Linked DNA regions of Mus musculus: all the other regions are linked to region 1. A link is a contact called in public HiChIP or PLAC-seq data. All regions are on one chromosome and are shown on one strand. The core of a region is the stretch at or near the end of the contact, and the rest is flanking DNA. Distances in the headings are between cores, read along the strand shown.

What was found. HiChIP or PLAC-seq counts read pairs in DNA pulled down with a chosen protein or histone mark.
Region 2: a contact with region 1 is called in an H3K4me3 HiChIP or PLAC-seq map of stem cell-derived neural progenitor cells, with 30 read pairs. The contact joins the enhancer-like site here to the promoter of Chst8 in region 1. A contact is called at or near these places in 11 of 39 promoter capture datasets (the 3T3-L1 cell line, the C10 cell line, cranial neural crest and 5 more), 3 of 15 datasets of contacts at CTCF or cohesin (embryonic stem cells, pro-B cells and stem cell-derived epiblast-like cells), 10 of 484 Hi-C or Micro-C datasets (the G1E-ER4 cell line, the HPC-7 cell line, brown adipocytes and 3 more), 10 of 115 datasets of contacts at active chromatin or transcription factors (embryonic forebrain, embryonic hindbrain, embryonic midbrain and 5 more) and 2 of 9 other capture datasets (embryonic stem cells and pancreatic islet).
Region 3: an H3K4me3 HiChIP or PLAC-seq map of embryonic stem cells shows a contact between it and region 1, with 3 times the contacts expected there. The contact joins the enhancer-like site here to the promoter of Chst8 in region 1. A contact is called at or near these places in 8 of 39 promoter capture datasets (the 3T3-L1 cell line, cranial neural crest, embryonic stem cells and 4 more), 3 of 484 Hi-C or Micro-C datasets (cerebral cortex, myocytes and nephron progenitors) and 17 of 115 datasets of contacts at active chromatin or transcription factors (bone marrow-derived dendritic cells, craniofacial prominence, embryonic forebrain and 7 more).

Annotation. Positions count from the first base shown.
Region 1 is chr7:34,810,941-34,814,963 of GRCm38.p6, forward strand. It overlaps Chst8 (carbohydrate sulfotransferase 8), which reads right to left and starts at 1,771. Exons shown (of 4, transcript NM_175140.4): 1 at 1,406-1,771. Gm38987 (a long non-coding RNA gene) reads left to right here and starts at 1,768. Exons shown (of 3, transcript XR_881950.3): 1 at 1,768-2,236.
Region 2 is chr7:35,033,102-35,037,124 of GRCm38.p6, forward strand. All of the region lies in intron 12 of Pepd (peptidase D), which reads left to right. Among named protein-coding and RNA genes, the nearest start is that of Gm35484, 5.9 kb to the left of the region's middle. Within about 2 kb of position 2,305, at least 92 of the 459 cell types and tissues checked have an H3K27ac peak or open chromatin away from gene starts, as enhancers often do. A contact at or near this core is called in brown adipocytes, cerebral cortex, neural progenitor cells and 1 more, where this site is marked.
Region 3 is chr7:34,971,497-34,975,519 of GRCm38.p6, forward strand. It overlaps Pepd (peptidase D), which reads left to right. Exons shown (of 15, transcript NM_008820.2): 9 at 161-207. Among named protein-coding and RNA genes, the nearest start is that of Gm35534, 17 kb to the right of the region's middle. Within about 2 kb of position 1,660, at least 39 of the 459 cell types and tissues checked have an H3K27ac peak or open chromatin away from gene starts, as enhancers often do. A contact at or near this core is called in embryonic limb bud, embryonic stem cells and pancreatic cancer cells, where this site is marked.

The DNA.
Region 1 (4,023 bases), core at 521-3,020:
CCTCCCTCATTCTTTCCAATATCTCTTTTGGGACAGGGACAGATCAGGAGGTGCTGTGGTGGTAGGTAATTTTTAAGGAGAGTTCTTCAGGGCAAAGGTTGTTTCGTACTAGGGTGGGACTGAAGACAAGGCTTCCTACCTACCAGTAAACGGTCAAGGTGAACCCAAAGAAAGTAGGCTTAGTGGCAGAAGCTCAAGCCTGTGAGTGTGGGGGAAGGTGGGGAAAGAGTTAACCTGTCTTTTACCCCTTTACCCACCCCTGCCATCTGGAGCTACATCCTTGCCCCGAACTGAGTCTCCCACTTGGCCTGCTGCCTGGCTACATCCATAGATACAGAGAGCCCAGAAGCCTGTTCCCCTTAGAACCAATCACGCTTAGGGTCCTGCTGGGAGGCGGCTTAGAGATGCATCTCCGGTGATGCCGAAATGGCTGCAGGACAGACTGTTCCAAGATCCAACCGGTATGTCCGAAATCCAGGGCACAGTTCCCCGACTGTTACAACCCCAGGTGAGGGCCGAAGGGCCCAGAGACAAGATATACAACTAAAGTTAGGGTTTGGAGTACTGCGCGGGAAATAGAGAGAGGTCACTTGATGCCCAAGCGCCACCTCTGACCCTGCCCAAACCAGAGAACGTACATTCTCCTGGCCAGGCCATAGTATGAGCAAAACAGCCCCACGCAGCAGCTGAAGTTGCAACAGCCGCTAGCTAGGGCTGAGCTCGGTCCCGCTGTAAAGCAGATCATTTCACCATCCCCTACCCTCAGCCGCCTGAGGCTCCGACTCCCGCACTCGGGGACACACGCATACACACACCTCCTTGCGATCGCTGACGCACGCACACTCGCCGGGAGCACAAAACAGGCCGGGGCCCTAGAGAGTTGAGGGGTGGAGATGCGCGCGATGGAGCGCGGGGACACCTTGCGTCTCCTGGTAGGGAGCCAAGGTCGCTTGTAACTTCCCCTTTCGCCCTACGCACCCCAACTGGCCTCTAAGTCCCAGTTCCAAGCGCACACCAAAGCCTCGGCGCTCTGGACGCTCCAGCCCGGCCCTCGAGCACTCGTCGCTCAGCGCCCAAAGCAGCTTACACGCACCCAGCATCCAGGGTTAAGAAGAGGAGCGAAGGGTCCTGGAGGCGAGCCCTAGGAGAGAGAGGCAGTTCCCAGGCGCGGAGAAAACCAAGAATCCAAAGTCTAATTAAAGTTCCCACTCACGGGGGCTGGTCCCCAAAGTATCGCCAGACCCAAGCACCGCATGCCCCAACAGCACCTGCAGCTTAGGACTCTGAACCACGTCTAGTGGCGGGGTTTGCGCTCAGAACAGTCCCGGCATCATCCTGGGATTTCCAGGGACAACCCTTCGGGTGAACTATCAACATAGAGAGGGAACAGGGCGCAGCCACTTACCTGGCACAGCCAGCGCTCTCCAGGCCACGGGTTCCTCCAGTCCGGCGGGGTTCTCGGCGGCGGGAGAATCTTCCCTCCGGAGCTCTTGGGAAGCAAGAAGGATCTCCGCCCCAGTTCGGGCCAGGCTGCGTCTTTTTCCCGGTGTAGTCCAAGGTGCGGGGAGTGGGCGATCGGCGTAGAGTCGGCGACCGGAGCGCGCGGGAGAGGTTGCGGCGGCGTGCTCCTATTGGATCTTCTGCACCGGGTGCGTCCCCCTGTCTCTGCCGCCACCGCCCGGTCCTGTCTCTTCCCCGCGGTGCCACCGGATCCGGCTCACGCGCCGGGAAGGCTCCCAGCGAAGTGCGAGCGAAGCCTCCGGCAAGGCTGGAAATAGCGCCGCGCCCGCCCGGCGCCCCGCCCCCAGTCCGGGCCCCGCCCCACGGTGGAAAGAGGCGATCCCGGTGGCAGGGCAGAGATGGGGGAAATCTCTTCCCCGATCGCTCAGCCCTCTCGGGAGCTCACGGGCGCCACGCCCACGCGCGCTCTGCGGCTTCAGCAGCCCCACTGGCCGCGCGCTCTGTGGGAGCTGCCGCTGGGCGCGGTCGGGAGGCAGCGGGGGGGTGGGGCGGTATTGGCGCGGGCTGCGCCCAGCTCGGGGATCCCCGAGTGCTGGACTCTGGTCTGCCGCTTGACTCCACTCCGCAGCTTCTTAGCTGCCACTGCCCCAGTGGCGACACTGAGTAACCCTGCGCTGACCTAGGGAAAAAGAGAAGGCGCTAGCAAGCAGGGTCTTGGACCCAAAGCTGAGCGGCCGCGGGGCTTGCAAAGGAATTGGTGCGCAGAAAAATTCAGGTAGGTTCCCAGACTACAGTACGCGTGGAATTTGGACAAGGCCTGTCTCTTGTTGGCACTCACCACTAAATTTCTGGGTCTCAGTTAACCACAAGTGCCCAGTGAGCCGGATTCTCACTTAAGAACTTCATCCTTAAGCGTCGGTCTGGCACCAGCTTGAGGGCTGAAGCAAGCAACCTCTCCCCTCCCTCCAAACCCAGAATAAATGAGTGGGGAAACCTCCTACCCACAGCCACACAGTACAAGTGTAGAACCGGGACTCGGTTCCAGGGCTGTGGATTCAAATCTTGATTTTTCCAGAGAAGAGAAGCCCCGACCTGCAGGGGGCAATCAGACACTAGAAGGGAAGGCTGGGTGCGCATCTAGCAACCATTCTCAGCGGTGCCAACCAGTAAACAAGCCTGGTCTTGAAGGGACATACAGAATAAAATTAAACAAAACAAAACAAAACAAAACTGAAAAGAAGCTTCCAGTAAAACAGAGCGGTGGCTGTGGCCTCTCCCCTCCCTGAGTGGACTGGTTGGTTGGTTGATTGGTTGGTTGGTTGACCCAGCTCCATCCCAGATGGGTGATGAAGCTAAAGACTGAGGTGGATCTGTGGCCTTTGAGTGACCAGATAAGGGTGTGGCAGCCCTGATAAGGAGCAGAGATACTAACACTAGAGATGTGGAGGGCAAGGGAGCCTCTAACACTAGCAAGCTTGAAAGGCCTGAGTGGTAGTTGGGCTTCTTTAATGACTGCTGTGAACTCAGAGTATCCAAGGATCCTCTTCAGGGCAAGTGAGTTGGCAGTCAAGCATATGGTAGCCTTCCCTTCCATTGTTTTTGTTTTGTTTCTGTTTTTGAGATAGGTTCTCTCTGTGTAGCCCAGGCTAACCATGAACACATGATCTTCCTTTCTCAGCCTCCAAGTGCTTGGGTTACAGGCATGTAACACAACACCCAGCTACCTTTTATCCCTTTTTAGTTTTGCAACAATGAAGTATGTGCTACAAGATGCCACTAAGGTGCTACTGTCAACAATTCTGGGTGGGGGTGGGGGTGGGGTTGGTGGAGCTGGGGTTGGCCCAGGTATCCCGGTTTCAAAGTGGAATGCCAGAGAGCTCAAGATGGTCTGAGGCTCCGGCTGTGCTGTGACCTCTACAGCTCCTCTGGCTGTACAAGCTACTCGTGGGAAGGAAGGTGCAAGTATATGTCCCCTTAGTCAAGTTCAGTTGAACATAATGGATTTGAGGGACAGGAGTGGAGAGTCGGGAGGATTGGGGCAGTAAAAACCCCAAGCTATAGCCAAACACTGTCAGAGCAGAGTAGAAAAGATAGAAACAAAGAAGGGGATGGGTAAAAAGTTACCTGCCTTCCAGCCAGCTGGTCCCCGTGCCTTTGTGGCTCCTCCACCTCCAAAGGGCCACACCACCCAGAGTCCTGGCCGCAGCTCCACTGAGCAGTTACCAGTGTGGTTCACATCTGCAGCTAGGCCTGAGCTATCACAGGGATTTGGTCTCAGGAGCCTGATGGTCAAGAGAACCTCTTGAGCGGTGTGCACCCTTTGGAGGGTAAGTACACACACACACACACACACACACACACACACACACACACACACACACACACCTATTCATGTCGACCCTCATGCACATGTTTGTACACACTGGCCAGTGGGGAGATGATGGAAACCTCCATCCTCAGCCCAGTGTCTTTGGACAGCAAGTGCCTTCATAGAAGAAGTTTATACAGCTTTATTCCCTAGAGCCAGTCCACACAGGCTTCCCTAGGACTGGAAAGCACAGT
Region 2 (4,023 bases), core at 1,055-3,554, 220 kb after region 1:
GCAGGTTTTGCCAGCTCTGGTCCCAAGCATCCACACTCTTCTGAAGGGCCAGGGAGCTGGCTGCAGCCATCCAGCTCTTCTGTGATTTGGAGGTGGTGGCCATGGGAGGCCTGAGAGCTGGACTTTCATAGTATCTCTAAAGACTCTGGTGGCCAGACCTGCATATCCTGTGGTGCCCTGATTTTAAAAAAGAAAGGAAAGCAAAGAAGATGATCTTGCTCCCCAGGACTGTAAAAGCCCCAGGATGTGGCATGTTGTAGCCCAGAACTTGGTGGTTCAGCATTTGGCTAAATAGTCCCCTGTGACCCCATTTCCCATTGTTGGAATGATTTATATTGTGATCTCAGAGCCCTGTTCAGCAGTGGAGGGACCTCAATAGCAGTCATTTTCAGAGGAGCCATGTTGAGAACAGCCCTTCAGTGTGGACTAGTCTTCAGAGCTCCCATCAGAGGCTAGGAACTGCAGGGATTTGTGGTGGCAGGACAACACTGGAGCCAGGAGCCAACCCTACAGCTATGCACCCTCACTCAGCATGCAGAACCAGAGCCTGACAGATGGATGAGTCCAGGACAAAAAGTCAGTACGCCCTAAAAGGAAGGCAAGGAAAATCTGGAAGCAGAGCCTTGCGAGGGGCAGCAGCATTGCCTGGCTCACCTGGGGTGCTGCAGGACACGGCAACTCAAAAAGCAACCTTGTCTCTGCAAATCAGATAGGGCAATGCTGTGGCCCTCACAGCCCCTTGACTCAGAACAGTCCAAGAACCTGGGTTCTCATTTGTAGTAAGACCTATGAGCGAGCCCTGGAGGAACTGGGAGCTGGAGAGGCTTTTTCAAACTATGTCCCTTTTAAAACTGAAGTCAAGTGACAGCTACCTAAGGGGCCCAGAGCCTCCTATCTTTATATCACAGGTAAGCATTTTTGCTCGTTTTGTTCACTGTTTAAGTGATCAGTATTTCAGAGGTATAGTTTGGGCTGGGAAGGTGGGGTGGAATGTTATCTTCCATGATGTGGAACTTGACACTCCACCACGGGCTGGGCCATCTCCCCACTGAGGATCCTCACTGGCCACAGTCCCTGGAGTGAGTGCTGCGGTCTCTGCCATCCAGTGTCTGTGAGACCAACCTCAAGCTACTCTCTGCAGATGACTATGTCATTACATGGGTTGAGCTGGCAGTTGCTCTGTCACATCAGGTACTATCTTCAAACCCCTGCAGGCAGCAGGGAAATGCCAGAGTTGGGCCAGAAAAGGCTGTTCCCACTAGTCAGAGCAGAGCCTGCTGTTGAACAGTCCCAAGGCAAACCTGAGCCCAGCCACCCTCATGTCATGGTGATAAAGCAGTGGTCACCATGGGAGCATGGAGCTTCAGACCCCACCTCCACACAGGAAGGAAAGGCACAGAATTGTCTGCCATGTGCCACAGTGGAGGCTGGAGGAGGAGCTAGGCCTCCGGAGTATGGACACAAGGGGGGCAAATTGGAGAGAGGAATCCTGCTTGTCCACTCAGCAATGTGTCTCCATCTGTTAATCCAGGAACACCATGCTTCCATCCCTCTAAGCTACTGAGTCTTGGTTACTGCAAAGCCTACTAGCACTGGCCATCACCACCAGTTAGTAGCTTGGCCAGCTCAACCTACTCCAGTTGTACAGAAAGTGGCCTGGCTCACAAAGACAGGCCCCACTTGCACTCAGAGAAGCCTTTGGCTGGATACCTACACCCACTTGGTCACATTTTCTCGCTATGCAGACTACTTGGGGCAGTCACTAGTCTACATCATCCAGACTCAGCTCCTATGGACCACATGAGGCAGAGCCACCCTAAAGACCCACTCTTGTCAATGCTGGGCTATTGTAGACACAGACCTGGCCTAGGGGAGTTCATGCTGGTGGCCTGAAGATTCCTTGTGGGAAGGTAGAACAGAGTCCCCAGCTGTTCCCACAGATTATGACACACTGAGGGTCTACAAGGGCTAAGCTAGACTTTTGTCTGGACACACAGTATAGGCCTGGCCTGCAGGGCTCAATGTCCTGTGTTCACAGAAAGCTGCTCAGCAGATGGGGACAGATCGCCTCACCATAGTGATGAATTGGCAGTGGCTAAGTCAGCCCCCTGCCCATCTCAGTGGAATTGCCCCTGGTTTGTGGGTTCAGCTCCTGAGCCAAGACAAACGCCCTGCTGAGACTGCCCGGCTGCTTCCTGAGACCTTCCAAGGATGAATAAATAAAGACAGGCAGGAAATCACACAACGACGCCCAGGGGAAAGGCAGGAACGAGAATGATCAGATCACACATGGGCCAGCAGCTGCAGCCCCTGGGGGTTGAAGAATGCAGGCCTTGGCTCCTTGTCCTGAGCCAGGAGGAGGAGCAGGCTCTGTCACTTAGAGAGTAAGGGTGGGGTGAGCTTCACCAGGATGTCACTGGAGAGTCTGCAGGAGTGTTGGCAGGGTGGGCAGGCCACTCCAGCACCTGGGAGAACACTATTCATCCTGGCTGGGTAGAGTCCAAGTTCTAAGTGATTCTGGTGTCTTCAGGGCCAGCAGCCCATGCTGCTGCAGTGCAGACTGGCATGAGCCACTATACCCAGCTAGGTCTTGAAGTTTCAGTCCTTCTATCAAGCATTGGGGCAGGCACGTCCCAGGATCCACCGTTTCTCCTTATCTTGTGTAGCCACAATCTGCCCCACACAACACCCCGATTGAGCTGCTGTTGCTGAAAGCTGCTGTGGTCGTGTGTGTGTGTGTGTGTGTGTGTGTGTGTGTGTGTGTGTGTGTAGGATAGCATGAGGCTGAGAGGAATGTAGGTGATATGCAGGTGAAGTAGAGAGAGACACAGGGTAGTGTCCACAACAGCTGACTCCATGTCTTCTGTTGACCAGTGTATGGAGAGAGGGGCTGGCTCCCTCCTACCTGGACAGGCAAGTAGGGCAAGTGGTTACATCTCCTGTTGTCCCTTGTCCTTAGAGATGATGAAGAATATGGAGGTTGTGTCATTAGTGGTACAGAGACCTCATGTTACTCTATGGTGCCCTTTGCAGGAGCCAGACCCAGAAGGGCCACCTGAGGTCCACTGTCCACCACTCATACTGGTTACAGGATGGAAGGCCTGCTCCCTGCTCTCTTTGCCTAGCTCCAAATACTTGCATGTGTGCTCTCAGACTGTAGAGGCAAGAGCTTCAGGAAGTATGCATACAACAGCTCCCAGCCCCGCCTCTGCTTCATCAGCAGCATCAAGGCGCCTGCAGCCTGGACACATGCTGCTTCCTGCCCCTCTAAAGGGTGAATGAGTCCCCAAGGTCCTGAAGTAGACACTGCAGGGTGGGCTGGGCTAGAGGCCCTGGGCCTGATGCCAGCTTGGCCTGCCATGCGGCTAGCTCACTGTAGCTCCCAAGGCCTGCCCTGAGACCTGGGCTTTATGCCTTTGCTCCCACACCCCACAGGCCTGGCTCCCACATCAACTATCCCGTGAGGGCCATTGTCCACATATGAAGTGAGCTCTTTGTCTGACCAAGTAGCCTGGGGGCAGGCGAAGGGGATCTGCTGCCTTCCTGGCTTGGCTTAGGATCCCCCCCAGGGCTGTCACACTCTGGGCAGGAAGCCTGGGGCTTTGATGGATGCTGCTGAAACTCTTAGAGGCTTCCCTGGCTCCAGCAGCAGGCTCCAGGCCCATTGGAGTGCTAGTAAGGGAAGCCAGGTGGAGCAGGGGGCCAGCAGAAACCCATCCTGGAGCCTGGGCACAGAAACCATCACTTCTCTGGGCTCTCGTCATTATTAGGTGGTGTGGTGCTAACCACTAGGATACTCTTCCCATCCTGATACTCTGATCTTAAGAGTGGGATGCAGGTTACTTATAAATCCAGGAGTATGTATTTCCAGTTGATGACAAGCCATGGGGAAGGCTAGTGCTTTGCTTACTCTTCATACTTAGCAAGTGCCAGGCACAGAGCAAGGCTAGAACCCCACCCACTCAGGACCAGGCTTTGCTGCCCTGCTGGGCTATCAAGGATTGGCTTTGGAAGTCCAGGAAG
Region 3 (4,023 bases), core at 410-2,909, 160 kb after region 1:
TGCAAAGGTCCAATTTGTCACTTTTCTGCACCACTGTGCACAGATCACCCCTCCTTTTTCCTTTAAAGAGGAGCTTTTGAAAAAGTGTTATACATTATTTATAAAGCCGTGTTACTTATCTGCTTAATACAAATGTCTTTGCTTAATGCCCGTCCTCTAGGTAATGAAGGCTGTAAAAGTGGGGATGAAGGAATACGAGATGGAAAGGTAAGCTGTGTGTCTCCGAGTAAAGATTAAAATGTAAAAAACCAGCAATTTATGTTCCCCAAGCAAGTAACAGATGAGGGGCTGGAGCAGAGCACACGCGATCAAGTGGGGACTATATGCAGCCTTGGGATCCTAGGCAGAGATTATGGTCCCTCTGGTGGCGGCCACCTCCCTGGCTCCTGGCAGTGTTTGATGGTAATGGGCCTTGATCACTTTCCAGGCTGGTTTAGTGTCCCATCATTCCACTCCTGGACTTTGTTTCTGCAATTTGTGGGGGGAACTTTACCCAATAGCCGCTATCGTACCTCCAAAAGCCACTAGTAAAACAGCTTGCCATTTTTATGTGTAAACAGCACCATTATGGCTGCTGTGCTCGGGCGACTGGGTCGAGAGATGGTTAAGTGGCTCATAAAGCTCCCTGGAGAGCCCCGTCTGACTCCAGCTCCAATTAGGCTTGCCACTCGCTGGTCGGCATGCCTGGGCGCTGCCTGGGGAAGCCCTGCTCTGCTCTATGACCCAGATCAGATCCCTCACCCTGTCCTGGGTCTCCCATCGGTGACTACCCCGTGGCCCCGAGATGGACTTGTCACCTTTCCCATCCCAGGTTCCCTCTCCTACCTGGGTTTGTATGTGCTTGACAACTGTTATCCCCTTTCCCATGCTGACAGCCCCAGACCCCTCTGGTGGCCATCAGGCCTGCCCTGTGTGAGGGAAAACTGATTCTTTTCTGCTGTGTCTTCCAAGGGCTCCTGTCCTTGGAAGGACCCAGGGAAGCTGGGACTACAGTGTGGTGATGTGACCAGAGTTGGACCTTTGAGGTGGGGCCTATTGAGAGGCCCCTGTGTCACTGGGAGTCCTGTACTCAAAGGTAGTTCTTAAGAAAGGATTGTAAAAAGAGCCAACCTGGCCACACCTGGATCACTAGCTTCTTAAGTGACCAAACCAGTGAGCCTCATCTTGAACTTTTAGCTTCCAAAATTATAAACTATGCAAACCTCTTTTCTTTTATAAAATAGCCAACCTTGGGTATTTTATTATAGCAGCAGAGAAAGGACTATTATGCTGTCCCAACCCTCATGGCCTTGCCTGCCACATCAGTGTGAAGAGCACACAGGTGGGGTCAGCAGTGGCCAGTGGGACACTAGTGTTTACTGTGGACTTGGAAATGGAGGCCTTTTTTCAGAGTTTAACCCTGAAAGGTGAGCTGAGTGCCTGGAGTCCTCTTCTTACCCTGAAGGACACGGAATTGTTAAGATGGCTTTCCTCAGCTGCTATGGTGTCCCAGGAGGGGGCATGTAACAACTGTCTATCAAAGCTGAGGGAGCCTCTGTCTTGCCAAGGACACTGGGGAAGGGCGTGCACAGCCTCTTTGATTGCAGTTTGCACAGCATTCCCCCTCCCACTCAAGGATCTGAGATGAGAAGCATCGGCTAGCCCAGGGTGGAAGGCGGAACTATGAGCCCCTCAGACTGGCACTGGCCCAGAAACCTGTTCCCAATTGAGTTGACTCATAGTGACCCATAACAGATGCCTCAAATAAAAATAACCAAGAAATCAGAGCAGGAATAGCATATCTCAGCATGGGGCCCCCACCACCTCTGCCTGTCAGTCAGCTGTACCCTGTGCTGTAGGGGGTTGGCTCTGGAAGTGACCCTGAGACACTCTTTCCTCAGCCCTGACCTTGTCCCTGACCCTGCTGCCGCCCCTAGGCAGGGCTACATGGGCTTTGGGTCTGTAGCAAGGAGTGCCTGAGTGTAATGGAGGGGTTTCATTTCTCAGAAATGTAAGGGAGTCCTATGGCGTAATGAACCCCGGGGTGCTCATCCACTGTTGTTTAGTTCTGTGTTTATGTTTTGGTTTGCTGGCGTATATGAACAGCCCAGACATCATGTCATTCCCCATGTAAATATTTCAGGAGACGTCTCTCAGTCAGTGAGATGTTTCCCTTTCTATAACTACCCTGCCATTATCCCGTCTAACCATACAAATAAATAATACAAGCAGCTTTCTGTACCTGAGCATCCTGCATCACAGATTCAGCCACCTGCCAACTGTGGCACAAACTTTTACTTAATTTGAGTCAGTAACCGAACATGCACAGGCCTTTCTTTGTCTTCCTGCAGGCTACACAATGTAATCACTGTGGACATTGTTTGGGTCTTATAGGTAACCTCCAGTTGGTTTGAAATGTTAGGGGAGGAGGTGTGGGTGCAAGCGGCTGGGGTGTCTGGGGATGCTGCTTGGTGTCCACAGGATCCTTAGAGTCAGTCCCCTTCTTCTGCCAAAGACTGACTGACCTCTCATATTTAGTCAGTTGGTTTAGTGTGTGTGTGTGTGGGGGGGGGGGGGGGAGCACGCATGCCTGAGCATGCCTGAGCATGCCTGTGGAGGTCAGAAGATTATCTCTTCTGACTCTTGAGTCCCCAAGGATCAAAACTCAGGTTGTCAGGCTTGGAGACAAGTGCTTTTCCCTGCTGAGCCATCTTGTCATTCCTCTCTTATGCATGTGTGCGTGTGTGTATGTGTGTGTGTGTGTGTGTGTGTGTGTGTGTGTGTGTGTGTTAGTTTATGTGTACCATGTGCATACAGGTGCCTGAGGAGGACAGTGGATCCCTGGAACAGGAGTTACAAGTAGTAACTCTACATGATGTGGCCCTGGAACCAAATCTGAAAGATCACTAAGTGCTTTTGACCCCTGAGCCCTCCCTCCAGTACCCTGACTATAATTTCTTAGTATTATCCTTTGCTTTGGTCTACACTGATGTAAAACTCTCTTTTCTTTTTGGATTCCTTGGCTGTGCATTACACTGGGCTGCTAGGTATCCTGGGGGGAGCTTGGTGCCTGGATCTCTGAGTTACGGACAGAGCAGTCTGAAGCTTTGCCAGCACGCTGCCAGGTGGACAGGTATAGGTATACAGAGGGTGTCAAGTGCGAAGATTTGGCATGAAGACCAGCTGGTTTTCTCATGTGTATCGTGCATGCCACATCCACCTGTGGCCCATGTGGACGGCTAGATGTGGACGGCTAGATTCTAGAGCAGTGATTCTCAGCCTGTGGATCTCAATCCCTTTGCGGTTGCATATCAGATATCCTGCATATCATATATTTACATTACAGTTCATAACAGCAGCACAGTTAGTTATGAAGTGGCAGTGGAATAGTTTTATAACCACAACATGAGGAACTGTATTAAAAGGTCACAGCATTAAGAAGATTAAGAACCACTACTATAGAGGGAAATAGTGTCTGTCTGTGGGCCTCAGCCAATAGGAGCACCTGATCATGGGGTCACTGAGAACTCAGCATAAAGGGGCTGGTGAGCATGGGCATGCAGGGAAGAGTGGAAGAGGTGGTAACAGCAATGAGGTGCAAAGTCTGCTCCTGGACGTAGTGGAAAGACAGTTGTCCGTGGTTGTCGTCACATCTGAAGGTGTCGCTGCCTAGGTTTCAAGAGCACAACTCCCCTGCCCCTTAGACATCTGCGGCCATGAACTGGGTTGACTCTTAGTCCCAAGTCCTCTTTCCACAGGCACTGTCACTGCCTGGGCCACTTTCTGGCACCATTGCAGTCTATGTCAATGAGAATCTGGAGATGTCTCAGGACTTGTGTGTCATTTCCCTATTCAGTAGCTGGTATCAGGAAACATATCTAGGTTGTATGGATGGATGGATGGATGGATGGATGGATGGATGGATGGACAGATGGATGGAAGAGAGAGAAAAGGGATCTGAGCTATTTTTCTAACACCCTGCATGCCACTAGAGACTTGAGGATTATTCTCAAGTTGAAATCAGAGTCTTCTAAAGCAGGTGTT